2 separate regions of the Neogale vison genome follow, and region 1 is linked to region 2. The links are chromatin contacts, called in public Hi-C maps. All regions are on one chromosome and are shown on one strand. The core of a region is the stretch at or near the end of the contact, and the rest is flanking DNA. Distances in the headings are between cores, read along the strand shown. Region 1 holds the start of IRX3 (iroquois-class homeodomain protein IRX-3). Region 2 holds the start of IRX5 (iroquois-class homeodomain protein IRX-5).

What was found. A called contact is a pair of places that touch in the nucleus more often than the background predicts.
Region 1: a contact with region 2 is called in a Hi-C map of fibroblasts, with 16 times the contacts expected there. The contact joins the promoter of IRX3 here to the promoter of IRX5 in region 2. A contact is called at or near these places in 2 of 3 Hi-C or Micro-C datasets (fibroblasts and muscle).

The regions. Positions count from the first base shown.
Region 1 is chr7:29,018,128-29,025,733 of ASM_NN_V1, reverse strand. IRX3 (iroquois-class homeodomain protein IRX-3) reads right to left here and starts at 2,215. Exons shown (of 4, transcript XM_044256131.1): 1 at 1,088-2,215; 2 at 1-910. The coding sequence starts at 1,354.
Region 2 is chr7:28,481,222-28,488,242 of ASM_NN_V1, reverse strand. It overlaps IRX5 (iroquois-class homeodomain protein IRX-5), which reads left to right and starts at 2,616. Exons shown (of 4, transcript XM_044256128.1): 1 at 2,616-3,328; 2 at 4,412-4,817; 3 at 4,972-5,751. The coding sequence starts at 3,080. LOC122911445 (a long non-coding RNA gene) reads right to left here and starts at 1,014. Exons shown (of 3, transcript XR_006385465.1): 1 at 664-1,014.

The DNA of each region.
Region 1 (7,606 bases), core at 966-3,465, 540 kb before region 2:
CGGCGGCCGCGGCGGCTGGAGAGAGCTGCAGGGCTGGGGGCGCGACGGCGGCTCCAGGGGGAGAACCCCCGGCGCCGGGAGGCGAGGGGCGCGGGTTGTCCGGGCTTGTGGCCGTCTCGGCCAGGGACCAGATCTTGGGCTTCTGCAGGGCTGAGGCGGGCGCTGGCGCCGGAGCGCAGGGGTCCAGGCCCGCAGGCGGAGAGGGTGGAGAAGGCGGAACCGCGGCCACCGGCGGTGGCGCTGGGGCCAGACTCAACACCGGCAGTGGACGCTCCTCCAGGCCCTCCGAGCTGTCGTCCGAGTCGCTATTCTTGGAGTCTGAAATGGGTCTCAGGCCGAGGTCGCCGTCCCTGTGCGCCGCCCCAGCCAAGGCGAGCTCAGGCCCCGTGGCCGCGCCGTCTAAGTTCTCCAAATCGATCTCCTCGTCCTCGTCGTCGTCCGCCAGGCCCTCGCCCCCCGTGTCCTCCTCCTCCCCCACGAGCTCCTCCTCCTCCAGCTCCAGCTCGCGTTTGCTGTCTTCTTCGTCCTCCTCCTCGTCTTCCTCCTCGCGCTCGCTCCCGTAGGCGTTGCCCTCCTCGTCGGTGCGGCTGCGGGGCGCCCAAGTCATCTTGTTCTCTTTCTTGAGGCGCCGGCGCGCGTTGGCGAACCAGGTGGACACCTGGGTGAGGGTCATCTTGGTGATGATGGCCAACATGATCTTCTCGCCCTTGGTGGGGTAGGGGTTCTTGCGGTGCTCGTTGAGCCAGGCCTTGAGCGTGCTAGTGCTTTCCCGGGTGGCGTTCTTGGGACGGGACGGGTCCCCGAACTGGTACTGGCCATACGGGTAGAAGGCCGGGTGCGGGTGCGGAAACGCGGCGGCCGCGGCCGGATGCTGCACCCCCGGGCTGTCTTTCAGCTCGTACTGCGCGCCCTGTACGCACATGGAGAGGGAAGGGACACGCGCGGAGGGAGCGCGGGTGAGCCCTAGCCGTCGCCGCCTTCCCCCTCCCGGCCTGGGCCGCGCTCATCTACGCCCGCGCGCTCACCTCTTCCCGCGCCCCAGCTCTCCAGCCCTCCCCCACCCCACCCCGGCTCCCTGGGCGCTTACCAGCTGCGGGAAGATGGGCAGCTCGGCGGCGTAGGGCAGAAAGGCACCGTAGCCTTGGGCGGCTGCGGCAGCCGCTGCCGCCGCGGCATAGGGCGCCCCGTACACAGAGGAGAGCACGTTGGACAGGGACCCCGAGGCGGCCAGCTCCGAGGCTCCGGCTCCTGGGCCGCCCCGGGCCCCAGCGTTGCCGCCGCCGCTGGCGGCCCCCGGGCGCTCGGGTGGGTAGAGCGGGCGGATGTACTGGTATCCGAGCTGGGGGAAGGACATGATGGCCCGCGGGGCACGGACGGAGAGGGGGCCCGGCCCCCGGGGCCACCCTGCTCAGCGCCGCCCGCGGGCTCCGGCGCGCATCGGGGGCTGGGCCGGGCTGGGGCCGCGCTGCCTCCCGCGCTGAGCTGCGCTCCGCGTTCGCCTATTGATCTGCTCCGCGGCGGCGGCGGCGGCGGCGGCGGCGGTGGCGGCGGCGAGGAGCCAGGTCAGGTCCGAACAGATTGGCGGAGATTCCCGGGGCTCCGGGCTCTGATTGACATTTCTACGGGCCCGCAAGCCCCTCCTCTCTCTGCGCCGCGCTCCCTCCTCTTGCCAGCCGGAGCAGCCTCTGCCCGCGCCTCGCTCCTCAGTGCCCTCCTCTCCCCGAGCAGTGTCGCGCCTCGCTTCCTTCGCCCTCCTCTATTTTCACTCCCCCTCCTCGCCCTTCCTCTTCCCTCCCTCTCTGCGCTCCTCTTGCCCCTAGGATCGCTTCCGCTCCTTCGGGCTCTTTCACTCTCCTGGACTCTCGGAAACTCTCTTCCCTCTCCTGCTTTTCCGTTCTCTCTATTCCTTCTCTCTTCTCCCCTTTCTGCTCAGTTCACTCTTTCTTCTCCCCTCTTTTTATCTCACTCTGCCTACTCCCATAACTCCCCCACTACCCCCACCCCTGGCCTTGGCGGCGCCCTGGGCTCAGGCGGCCTAAAGTTGGGGACACTTAAGGTGCCGTGCGGGGGGTGTGGATCCGTGGATCCGTGTCTGAGCCTGTGTCTGTGTGTCCGTCCCCGCCCTCACCTCCTCCCCTGCCCTTCCCCAAATCTCGGGTCTGACGTCTCGCCCTCTTATTCGACTTTTCCTCGCGTCTCCTTCCCGAGTCGCCAATCGCCGGGGCGCCTTCCAGGCGAGGCCGCCCACCCCGGAGGATACTGCGCGCTGGGCGGGGCGGGGCGGGGACGCGAGCCCGGGCGCTCGGAGTCCCTGCCCGCCCCCTCCGGCCTGCGCCGGGAGGGGCAGCGGGAGGTACTGGGACGCGGGTTAGTACTGGGTCAGCTTGCCCCTCCCCGCTGCCCGGCCCTCGGTACCTCTCTCCCCGCCCCAGCGCCGGGCCTGGGTCGGGACCGGATCTCGGTCCAGCGTAGGCGCTGGGGCTTTCCTCGGCCCAGGCCCCCTTTTCGGCTTGCACCTCTAGATGCCAGGCCACTCTCAGCGGAGTAGGGAAGAAGCTAGAGGAGTGGTACGAGGGACGAGGGGGTGCGTTCTAGTGGAGCCTTCAAAGGCCATCTCATTCCCCAGGGGAGCGAGCAGCCCCCTACCCAGAGCACCAAACCCTGAAATCAGCTACTTTAACGGCGCCTGTGTCCGGGTGCGAACCTCTCATTAGAAATGGCGGGCTCTGCCTCGGCAGGGGCTGCAGTGTGGACCCCCTGGGAACCCTATGCTGGGATGTGGAGCCTAGCGGCGTCCTAAGCGGGTAGGCGGAGGAGCAGAGAGCCAGGTGGAGGAAGCTCCAGGAACTTTGCGAGAGCGCTTCGAGAAGTTTGTATATTGGAATTTTTAGTCGGGAGACACACTTCGTTTCCCTACCCCTTCCTCTGCTCCCTGGTCACCGTGCCAAACTGTTTTCTTTCTGTAGAGATCCCATCACCGTCTCGGGTGGGGATGGCAGGCAAGACTTTTGGTTATCTATGGGATATTTCCTCAATCAAACCTGAAATCCCAGGATCCCAACGCCCAACCTCACGGATTAGGGCGTGCAGCCGACCGCGGGATTGAAATTCCCGGAATCGCAGCGACTCCGGGCTAAAAGCTTTAGGCCTCGGCGGCGACCGATAGATACACAGGCCAGGCCTGCAGCGGTAGCGCCCCAGGGACAGCACGGGGGCGGTAACTCGGTCATGGAGTGGCCAGCCCCGGCTGTGAGGCGGAAACTGGCCGCCGCGCGCTGATTGATAGAGGGATTGAATCCGAATTCCACCAGAGCGGAGGGATCGGAGAGCCTCGGACCGCCTGTCTCTCCAGTCTAAGCAGCTCTGGGCAGGTCCAGTTCAGGAATGAACTGCCAGTTTTGACCCCACCCCTCACACCCCGTCTCCTTTCACCCGTCTTCGCACAGGGCAGCGGCTCCAGAGAAAAATTGCGGGGTGTGTGAGTGTGTGTGTGTGTGTGCGCGGGGTGGAGACAAGAGAAAGTTTGGGGGCCACCAGTTTTTGTGTTGATTGGGGAAACTGACGGTGCGGCCTTCTCACATTCGGGCGAGGTCTTACCCATATCCCTTCCCCACCTGCTATTCTGCCTGATACCTGGCCTTGGCCGCAGTTGGAGTCTCCCCAGAGGAGATGATATCAGGGGAAGCTGTGGCTTTGAAATGTTTCCCCGGCGCCTGATTTCGTTTCCAGTTAAACCTCTCAGCCAAGTGGCTTCGGGAATCATGGGGTCCCCTTCTCACGGAAAATCCAGGGGTTACAAAATTGAGGGTACCATTATTTCCCAGAGTGCTTCCTAGGTGTCCGACCTCGAGCCTCGACGGCCCTGAACCCCAGAGTTTGCACCAAATGGTGGCACGGGAACGCAGAGAGCCAAGAGCCAGATGCCGAGGTGGGGAGACTGTGGGGTGCGCTGTAAATGCCCGGATGAAACGCTCACTTTTTAAAACTCAGCTCTTCCTGAAGGAAAAGACAAAACCATAAGCCGGGGAGATGCTTCCTCCGCATTAACCAGCTATCGACCTGGCTGCATCGAGCTGCATGAGGTGGGAAAGAGGCCAGGGAAGGGGCGAGGTGGTTCTCTGTGAACCAACCACGCAGGTCCGAGGGCTCCCATGACCCAAAAGGAGAACCGCCAAACCCATTCGCGTACCCAAGAACCTCGATTAATCAGGTCCCGCCCGGCGTCCCGGGTCCCGAGCAGAAGCGGCCTTTCCGCTACCCTAGCGTCCCGCAGAGATCAGCCCTGGCCCGGGAGGTCCGCGCTTTACTTCGGGACTAGGCGGCCAAGCCCCGACGTGGCACTAGCTCCGCAACTCGACCGGGCCAGTAGAGCCCGGCCCCGGACTGCACTCTCGAGTTCGAGGACAGCCGAACCATTTCCAGAGATTTCTAATCCAAGGGAGGACGTCAGAGTTTGACACTCACACAGGGAGGAGAAGCAGGTGCACGGGAAGTTGATTTGGAAAAGTCATGCGCGCAAAAACGCGCCGCACACAAAAGCTTCTCCGTCTTTTCTCCTTCTTCCAACGTCCCCAGCGCACACACAACGCTTCGGAGGCTTGCTGTAGACGCTCTCTCTACGCGGCCCCGAGTGTGTCAGTGTACGGAGAGGGTGACCATAGCACACGTTTGGTGCACACAGCAGCGCTCGCTGGACTCGCACCTGGTGCCGCTCGGCCAGACGTCTGCCCAGAGCCGGCGGCCCGCCAGGTTCAGGGGCAGCGCCAAGCACTGCACGCGAGCCGCTAGCCACCAGGCCCCCTTTCTGCCCTCTCCTCGCCCAACCTCACGGTGCGCTAGCGTCCCCGTCGGGGGGCGCCGCTGCAGCCCTAGGTCTCCCCGCCGAGGCCGGTCTTCTGTCCTTCCCTCCCAGAACCGAAGTCCCCGGGCTGCAGTGCGGCCGCCGATCCCTCCGCTTCCTGCAGACGCCGCGGCGCTCGCTCCCACCGCTCCCTCCCCCCCGCGCTCGGGTTACAGGTTAATGAAATGCTCGTTTTCCTCAGTCATTTGTTTTGTTTTCCTGCAAAGTTCTGATAAGTAGCTAACCAACGAAGCTTGTAATTACAATCTTACAGAAACCGGGCCGATCTGTATATAAATCTCACCATCCAATTACAAGATGTAATAATTTTGCACTCAAGCTGGTAATGAGGTCTAATACTCGTGCATGCGATAATCCCCTCTGGATGCTGGCTTGATCAGATGTTGGCTTTGTAATTAGACGGGCAGAAAATCATTATTTCATGTTCAAATAGAAAATGAGGTTGGTGGGAAGTTAATTTCTCTCCGCTCTGTGAAGCGTAGACAAGAATTTAATGATTTAATTACAGTTGTAAGCCCTTTCCATGAGACTTAAATTGAGCTGAGAATATTTTTTTCTTCTCTCTCTCTCTCTCTCCCTCTTCCGCATTCTCTCTCTCCGCTATTAGCAGCCCTGCGGACGCCGGAGTGCGTGGCCTGGCGTCCGCACGGGGAGGGATTTGCATCAGGCCGGAATTCGGACCCCGGGGATCCCAGGAGGCACGGGCGGGCGGCCTGCAGAGCCGCCCGGGAAAGGGGTTGCGGCTCCCCACCGGTCGCCGGGGCCTTGAGATCGGTCCCTGGGTCCCGAGAAGCGTCGGGGAAACTTTGGGAGAAACTTTGCCAACTTTGCTCTCGGCGGGGGAGAGGCCGCCCGGCCGGCTGCCGCAGCTGCGGGCCGCGACGCGTGCAGTGGGCCGGGAGTCAGTCCCGGACGCCCTGGAGCCGGCCCGGCGGCCCCAGGAGGGGCGCGAGGCCGGCCGACTGCCCCTGGCTCCCCGCTGCGCCCTCGCGCGTCCCCAGTCCGCCTGGCCCGCGCCCCCGAGGCTCCGAGGGGCCCGCGACTCGCCGCGCCCAGGATGGCGGGGATCGAAAACCTGGCCCTCAGCGCAAGTGATCTGATTTTTCTTTACCTCTCCACGATCATCCTTTTTCCACCTGACTTGAGCAGTTTCACTGCCTCCTTCTCCTTTGTTTTTCACTCCCCGTCTGTCTGTCTCTCCCACTTTCTAGGTATTCGATTTCTAAGTCATTCATTTTCCTTCTCTTTCCTCCGCTCCCCTCGTTCGTTTTATTAGTTCCTCTGGACCATTTTGCAGTGGCTCCTTCCCTCTGCCCTGATTTTGCCTCTTTTTATCTCTCTACCACTGCGACGGACCCTCTCCTTCACCCCCCCCCCCAATTCTTCTGTCTTTCCTTCTCTCTTTCATCCCAGTCTATGTGCTTCTCCGGTTTCTTGGTCTGTCTCTCAGGTTCTCCTCTTCCTCTCCAGGACGTGTCCCCTCGCCCCCCACCCCCACCCCCACTCTGTGGATCTGCCTTCCCCGCGGTGCCCCCTCCTCATCCATCTTGGGAGATGAATATGTCGCCTTATTGGATGCTGAGGCCAGAGCCGGGTGATGGGGCTCGGACAGCCTCGCGCAATTTCTTCATGCATATTGAGGAGATGGTAATGAGAGCGTTTGCATTGTTGCATGGAAAAGACTGCGTTTCCGGCCTCAATTCCGAGCCGGCAAGGGTGGCGAGGGCCCCAGAGAGCCCGCAATGGGCACCGGGCCTTGTGGCCGCAGCTGGACCTCAACGGGATGGCGGGTGCTCGGCCCCGGGGAGGAAGTGACCTCTCCGAGCGCGCGGCTGGGCCGCCGCCTCCTTGGGCTTCTCCACAAAGGCCGGCCGCGCTCCCCTCATTAAAGCCTCGTTATGGGAACCCCCGCCTGGCTCACTACGGTTCCCTGGCGCCCCCAGCCCGTGGGCCTCTGAGCCCCCTCCCCTGATATTTCGAGGCCTGTGATGGAGCGCCACCAGGAAATTAGCGCCTGACAACGACGTCTAATGGCCATAAATTGTTTGCGAATTCTGAGTGACACGTCGCGGGATCAAACACAGCCGCATTGTGTAGGGCTCCGCTCACTCCTTCATCTGGGAGGGCGCAGCGGCCCTCGCTTAGGGCGGGGACAGGTTGCGCTCAGGCCCCTGGGTTGTCCGCAGGAGACTCAGCCTGGGCTCAGCCTCCCTGGGGACGACCTGGAGGACCCAGTCATTCTAGAGGGGCATGTCACTCCCTGAGAAGGTCCTGGGAGCTCAAGAGACAAGACCCAGGCATGCCACTCAGAGAAGGGAAAGGTTATGAAAGCCTGCAACTTCCAGGGGTCAAACTCTTGAAGAATTGAGCTCAGAGGGAAGCCACTGCTGGAAACCCAGAAGGGCAGAGATCCCCAGCTCCAGGCGCAGCGGGAGTGGGAACCTCTGGGTGTTAGACATTTGCACTAATCCCCCATTCTCCTCCCAACTTCAAACCCGGGAAAGCTGAGAAAACATCAAAATCTGGTCTTGTCTGGAATTGGGTGGTGTCGGGTTTCCCAAACTTCAAACCCTCCACTACCACCTCTATTATTTGTTTAACATTTTTCCTTAGGTTGACTCATTTTAAATACTTACATACATGTTTTTGGAAAGAAAACCTGATACTGCTACTGTACATCGAAAATAGCTCTAACTCACCATAAAGGGAAATGGGAAAAGATAAAAAACAACTAAAACCAAGCAA
Region 2 (7,021 bases), core at 1,367-3,866:
AAACCCCCGCCAGATGCTATTTGAATCCCATCTGCCTGCTAATGATCAGTTCTTCCATTTCACATATTAACACAAGTCTGAGACGCCAGGCGGCCGTGGCCAGCCGAGCAGCAGAGCCATCAATGTGCAAATAAAGCAGAAAATAGAGACATCCTTAAGAAATGAGTCTTAAATTTGACGTAGAGCGGAGGTGACAACCACGGCAACAGAACCATAAATTCGAAATGCTTCAATATCTTTCAGGATTCTCTCCAGACCTTGACACCAAAAAGAAGACAGTAAAAGGAAAGGGGAGGGCAAGGGGGGATAGCCTAGCGGCCCAGAGTGGCAGGATGATGTAATGAGGATGTCTGTGTGACAGACTCAGATTCTCGGTGGCACAAACCTCCATGGCTCCATGTCAGAAAACAGCATCCTGGACGAGAGCCGAGAGGGTGCTGCGGCCGCGCGTGGATGCAGGGGACACGCCCACGCGCGCCCGCCCGGGCACCGTGACATCAGGAGAGGCCGGTCCAACACTCACACGGCCCACGCCCACCCTGCGGCTCGCGGGGCACCGCCGCGGCCATCCGGTCCACGAAGGGACTCGGATGCGGCGCGAGGGGCAGTGAGCCCGGGCGCGACCGGGCGGGAACGCAGCGGGACGGGGTACCCGGGACTCACCTCTCCTCCGCCGCGCGAGCGCGCGGACCGCGGACGCTCCCTCGTGGCTGGCGCGAGCCCCCGGCGGGCGGCGCGCGCGGGCAGCTACCGACCGTTAGCGCGAGGGGCAGCCGCGGCGGCAGGGGCGGCGGCGGCGGCGGCGGCGGCGGGCGGAGCCGGGGGCGGGCGCTGAGGAGCACAAGGGCCGCGAGAGGCGGGAGCGAAGGGAACGGGGAGGGGTAGCTCCCCGCGACCACTCGGTCTACACCGAGCTCCCCTTGGCCGCCCGAAAAGCCATCACCGGCCAGCTCGGCGCTCCCTCCCGCTCCGGCCGTCCCGGGCGCCCGGCCTCGCCTCAGCGGCCCGCGGGCAGCCACCTGGGCCGGGCTGTGCCCGCCTCCGCGGCGGCAGGCTTCTCGTCTCCATGACAATAGGGAGCCGTTGCCCCGCCCGGTCCCACCCCCTCGGCGCCGTGACTCGGAGGGAAGCGGGCGCACGTCGTCGGGGGGCGGGGCCAGTGGAGGCCAGGGCCCAATTAGAGATGGAGGCAAGGAGGGACAGGGCGGGGCTGACAGAGACATTGCCGAATGTCTGCTTGAGGGGCGGAGCGTGGGGGGGGGGCGAAGCTGAGGGTGGGGAGGAGTTAGCGCGCCTGCGTGAAGTCCTGCAGCGGAGCGCGTCCGAGTTTACTTCAGTGGGTCAGTGTGAGGGGCCTGGAGCTCCGTAAATAAAGTGTATCTTGCTTGTCAAAGTCCTTGCGGGGAACTGTGTGGTTGTCTTTCGGCCTGCGTGTGCCCCAGTTTTATGTAAGGTCACGAAGTCCGTGATATACCGAGCTCCAGTGGAGTGCCCAACACTGTGCCAGCCCTGTTTTGGTTCACCAGCGCCCCTGTCTGTCCCAGAGTTCGAGTGCGTCTGGCTTGTGGCGGCGCGGGATGGAGAGACAGGCAGGGGGTCTGTTTTGTATTCTGTGTGGCCGTCGTGGGCAAGGGCTCTGCCTGTGACTCAGTTGTGTGTGTTTGCCTTGCCAGCGCCTCGCTGAACAAACAGTGGTTGGGTTGGGCAAAGCCGAGTGTTTGCAATGGAGCGTGGGCGGGTGCTAAAGTGCGTGCTAAGGGGAAGGGGACCCGCACCCTCCACCATCACCACCGGCCAGGCAGAGGGAGCTGTAGATGGAAAGCCCGAGGAAGAGGCGGCGAGGCATGGTGGGGGCCAGATGGGGTGTAGTGGGGTCCGTGGACCTACTCTGGTACAGCTGCTTCTTCATGTGGCAGCTCTTGCCCATTACCTCTCCTCTAGAGAAAGGCTCTCCCCCGTAATCCCGGCCCTCCCCCTTCCTTGTCGTTTGGCGGGGAGTTGGTGGAAGGAGGCCGGAGACGTGCAGATGTCCAAGGCCTGTCTCTCGCCCACCTGCTGCTGCTGGCGGAGAGGGACAGTCATCTCGGCCTTCCCGCGCCCCGGACGAGGGCATCCCTCCGTCTCTTCCAGGGACCTTCATTCCAGGTCTCCAACTCGCTCTCCGGCTCCCTGGCTTGGGGGAGAAGCCAGGGGCGGGTAGGTGACGGTCCGCTTGGGAGCCCAGCCTCTTGCGGAACAAGAAATCCGCTAACTCCGCGGTTTACTGTGGCAAGCACAGAGCAGAGCGCTCGCCCGCGCCCAGCCCGCCGCCTCGCTGCCTTTGTGCTTCGGATCGACCGGACCCGCCACCAGGGCCTGCCTTATGTCGGAACCGCACTCTACCCCGACTTAGCAGGGAAGGAAAGTTGGAAGAGATCGGCGCGCCTGGGATGTGATTGTCATCCTGGGGCCGGCGCTCGAGAGTCTGAGAAAGAGAGAGAGGGAGAGAGACCCGGGAGAGAAGGGGGGGTGGGGGGAGAAAAAGAGGAGGGTGGAGAGGAGGGCCGCGGAGGAGAGGCGGGCGCGAGGGAGGGGCGAGGGGAGCGCCAGCGAGCGGGAGAGGGAGCCGGGGAGGAAGAGGGAGAGGGCGAGGCGCGCCTGACGGCCGGGTTGGCTGCGGCCGCCCAGAGGTTCCTGCCAGTCCTCCCACCGACTACACCCCGGGAAGGAGGAGCTTCAGGCGCGCACAAGGCGTCAGAATCCTCAATTTCCAACTTAGCATCTTGGCAGGACCTTTGCGAAGCCAAAAGCAGAGCCCCCCAGTGCAAAGAGCGAGGGGGAAAAAGAGAAAGCTGCAAGGGAGGGGGGAGAAACCCAGCCGGGGCGAGCAAGGCGCGCAGAGGAGAGGGCTCGGCAGTCGCAGCCGGAGGCGCGCGGGAAGCCAGCGAGGAGGCGCCGCGGGCCGGAGCCCGGGAGCCGGGGCCCGAGAAGCGGCAGCCGGGGGCAGCCGGAGGCCAGGTGCCCGCCCGCTCGCCCTCGCAGGGCGCCGCCCGGCTCGTTGGCGGCCGCGGCGCGGCGCGCCCCATGCCCGTGTGTGGCCATGTCCTACCCGCAGGGCTACTTGTACCAGCCGTCCGCCTCTCTGGCGCTCTACTCGTGCCCGGCATACAGCACCAGCGTCATCTCGGGGCCCCGCACGGATGAGCTCGGCCGCTCGTCGTCGGGCTCCGCATTCTCGCCCTACGCCGGCTCCACCGCCTTCACGGCGCCCTCGCCGGGCTACAACTCGCACCTCCAGTACGGTGCCGACCCCGCGGCTGCCGCCGCCGCCGCCTTCTCTTCGTACGTGGTGAGTGAGCGGGTGCCGCGGCGGGCAAGGGCAGCTGGGGCCGCACGGGGCGGGCGGGGGCTGCGGAGGACACAGGCCCTGGCGCCACCGCGACCGCCCCCGCCAAGCTTCGCGGCCCCTGCAAACTTGGGCGACTGTCTCGCGCGGCTTCTCCCGGGCCTCGGGCTCAGGAGTTGCTCGGAGGGCAGAGCCGCGTCCTGCTTGGGGCTCTGAGCGGGCGGAGAGGGTTTTTTGGGGAGAGGTCGCTGCAATTAAAGAGCAGCGTCCGGTTCAAACATGAGCTCCAGGCCGCCCTGCAGGTTTTATTTTATTTTATTTTAATGGTTTTGCCATTTTGGAAAAGTAGTTCAAAAGAAACGGACCAGAAATCAGAGCAGAAGCGCGCTAAGTCAATGTAAATGTGTTTGGCCTCGCCTTTAATTAGTCCTCCAAAATGTTGCAAATCCGTAATCCTATCTTCGCAATCCGATTTGGAGGTATTAGATTTCTGAAAAGTCGGCCGAGCTGCGGTGCATCCGGGATTTTTCGGCCGGGTGCACTTTCTGGAAAAATGCCGTGGCTTCGGTTTGGGGTAACATTTTTGGGGGGGTGAGAGTGCCCGGGCAAGGCTTAGCTTTTCCTTTGCCTTCCTCTTTGGGGGGAAAAATGCCTTGACTTCCCTTGCTCTCTCCCCTTGAACCTTAACGTGCAGCCATCAGGGCACTAAGTGCCGAGTCGCCGCCGCTGCCCAGGCCTCCATCTGGGTGGAGGGCCTGGCCAAGGGGGCCCGATCTGCGCATGGAGGGGGCGGACTTGCCCCGGCAGACGCGGGCCTACTGGGTGCGGCTGAGGCCAGGACGGCTTCAAGCGTCCCCAAAGGATGGGAATCAGGAGTTGGTGCCCCCCCACCCCGCTCCCTACGGAAGCGGAGGAGGAGGAAGAGTTGCCCCTGGGTCTGAGCCCGCCAGCCCTACCCCATGGGAAGTCGGAGTTTGGGCCTCGCAGCTCGCGGACCCCTGGGCGCAGGGAAAACGTGCTTCGGTCGTCTAGGTGGTCCTGGGGACCACGGCCCGCTCTCACCCTCTCTTTGCCTGTTCCTTGCAGGGCTCTCCCTACGATCATACGCCGGGAATGGCAGGTTCCCTAGGGTACCACCCCTACGCGGCGCCCCTGGGCTCATACCCCTACGGGGACCCCGCGTACCGGAAGAACGCCACGCGAGACGCCACCGCCACGCTCAAGGCCTGGCTCAACGAACACCGCAAGAACCCCTACCCCACCAAGGGCGAGAAGATCATGCTGGCCATCATCACCAAGATGACCCTCACCCAGGTGTCCACCTGGTTCGCCAACGCGCGCCGGCGCCTCAAGAAGGAGAACAAGATGACGTGGACGCCGCGGAACCGCAGCGAGGACGAGGAGGAGGAGGAGAACATTGATCTGGAGAAAAACGACGAGGATGAGCCCCAGAAGCCAGAGGACAAGGGCGACTCCGAGGGCCCTGAAGCAGGTTGGTGGACGTGGGAAAGGGTGTGTTGGAGAGGGAGTAAGAAGGAAAAGGGGGGCCTGGAGGTTGGGGGCTAGGGTCACTGCCTTTGCGGGCAGGGACCTGGGCCCCACCGCGCGGCCTCCGCGCCCCTGACGGCCTGGGGTTTCGCCCGCAGGAGGAGCGGAGCAGAAGGCGGCTTCGGGCTGCGAACGGCTGCAGGGGCCGCCCAGCCCCGCCGGCAAGGAGACGGAGGGCAGCCTCAGCGACTCGGATTTTAAGGAGCCCACATCCGAGGGCCGTCTGGACGCGCTGCCCGGGCCCCCCCGCGCGGGAGGGCCTTCCCCGGCGGGGCCAGCGGCAGCGCGGTTGGCCGAGGACCCGGCCCCTCACTACCCCTCCGGCGCGCCGGCTCCGGGCCCGCACCCAGCCGCGGGAGAGCTGCCCCCCGGTCCCGGCGGGCCCTCGGTCATACACTCTCCGCCACCACCGCCGCCACAGGCGGTGCTCGCCAAGCCCAAACTGTGGTCTCTGGCAGAGATCGCCACATCCTCGGACAAAGTCAAGGACGGGGGCAGCGGGAGCGAAGGCTCTCCATGCCCACCGTGTCCTGGGCCGGTAGCGGGGCAAGCCTTAGGAGGCAGCCGCGCATCGCCGGCCCCGGCGCCATCGCGCTCGCCCTCGGCGCAGTGCCCCTTTCCAGGAGGGACGGTGCTGTCCCGGCCTCTCTACTACACGGCGCCCTTCTATCCCGGCTACACGAACTATGGCTCCTTTGGACACCTTCACGGCCACCCAGGGCCAGGGCCAGGCCCCACAACCGGTCCGGGCTCGCATTTCAATGGATTAAACCAGACCGTGTTGAACCGAGCGGACGCTTTGGCTAAAGACCCGAAAATGTTGCGGAGCCAGTCTCAGCTAGACCTGTGCAAAGACTCTCCCTATGAATTGAAGAAAGGTATGTCCGACATTTAACGCGGGCTGCGTCGGTCCCGGACTTTCCTAATTTATTAAAAAACATGGCCTTGGCAGTTATTTTTCCATCAACAAGAGAGAAAAACAAAACTACCCCTCCTATTAAAAAGTTTATAGTTCATGGAGATGGATGACATACCCATGTAAACATCTCCCCACACAAAAATGTCTTAACCAACCGAAAAGAAAAAAATTTAAAAAAGGATTTGTATTAAATCTTATTCTGTATATTTAATGTAGCATTTTTGTATTTAAATTGATAATTCAATATCTTTGAAGTAAATTATGAAATTAAGACACCTGTACAGGCATTTAATGTTTTTTTTGTAATATAAATATATACATTTGTGTTTCCCCCGAAACTGTTTCATAGTTTAAAAATACAAGTTTAATTTAATTTTTTACACCTATTGATTTTTCTGGGTATGAGCTAAAGTATTATTACAGAAAGGAAACAGGTTATACTCTTAGATTTAAAAAGTAAAAGAAACTGCAGCCGCCTTTGTAAAATGCAAAATATTTAATTAAAAGAGATTTTAACATAATCAGAGCCACTCATTACTTTTTAGAAGCCTCAATAAACTGTCCATCGCCTTGGACAAAAGGTGGAAACTGCAACTTTCTTTCTTTCTTTTTTTTTTCTTTTCTTTCTTTCTTTCTTTCTTCTTCTTTTTTTTTCCCCCCAAGTGAGGAATGAAAGGTTCCACAGAACCTCAGTGTGCCAGGGGGAAGCCATAATTAGGCGGCAGGCCCCGGGGACCCTGGCCCTGCTGGGAATGCAGATTTGGATCCCTGATGCAGGCTGCTTGGGGGAGATTGGACCCTGGAGGAAGGAGCAGAGAGACCCAAGTGTGTGCCCAGAAGGGAGAAGAGATGGTAAAGCCTGCTAGAGACACGCACCACCCGAGCACCATCGCTTAACCTAATTACTTCCAATCAGTGTCGTGTTTTATGCAAAGCAATCAGCTGGTGAACTTTGCTAATGAGTTCGATTTTATGCCGGATTTAGCCCTTATTACTATTTCAAAGGTGCTGTGGGCTAATGCGGGCGGGGAGCGTTAGGGGATGCCAAGGAGAAGGCTTTCCCAAGTCACTGTTTTCCCTACCCCTTTAAAATTGGGCATTGATCTCTTCGTTGGATTTGATTAAATTAGTAAATGTTCCAGCCGCGACAGTGCGGGTGGTAGGCAGCCCCGTAGATCCCCGCGCAGCCACGAGACCGCGGCCGCGGGACTGGCTAGGGGACGGTTCCC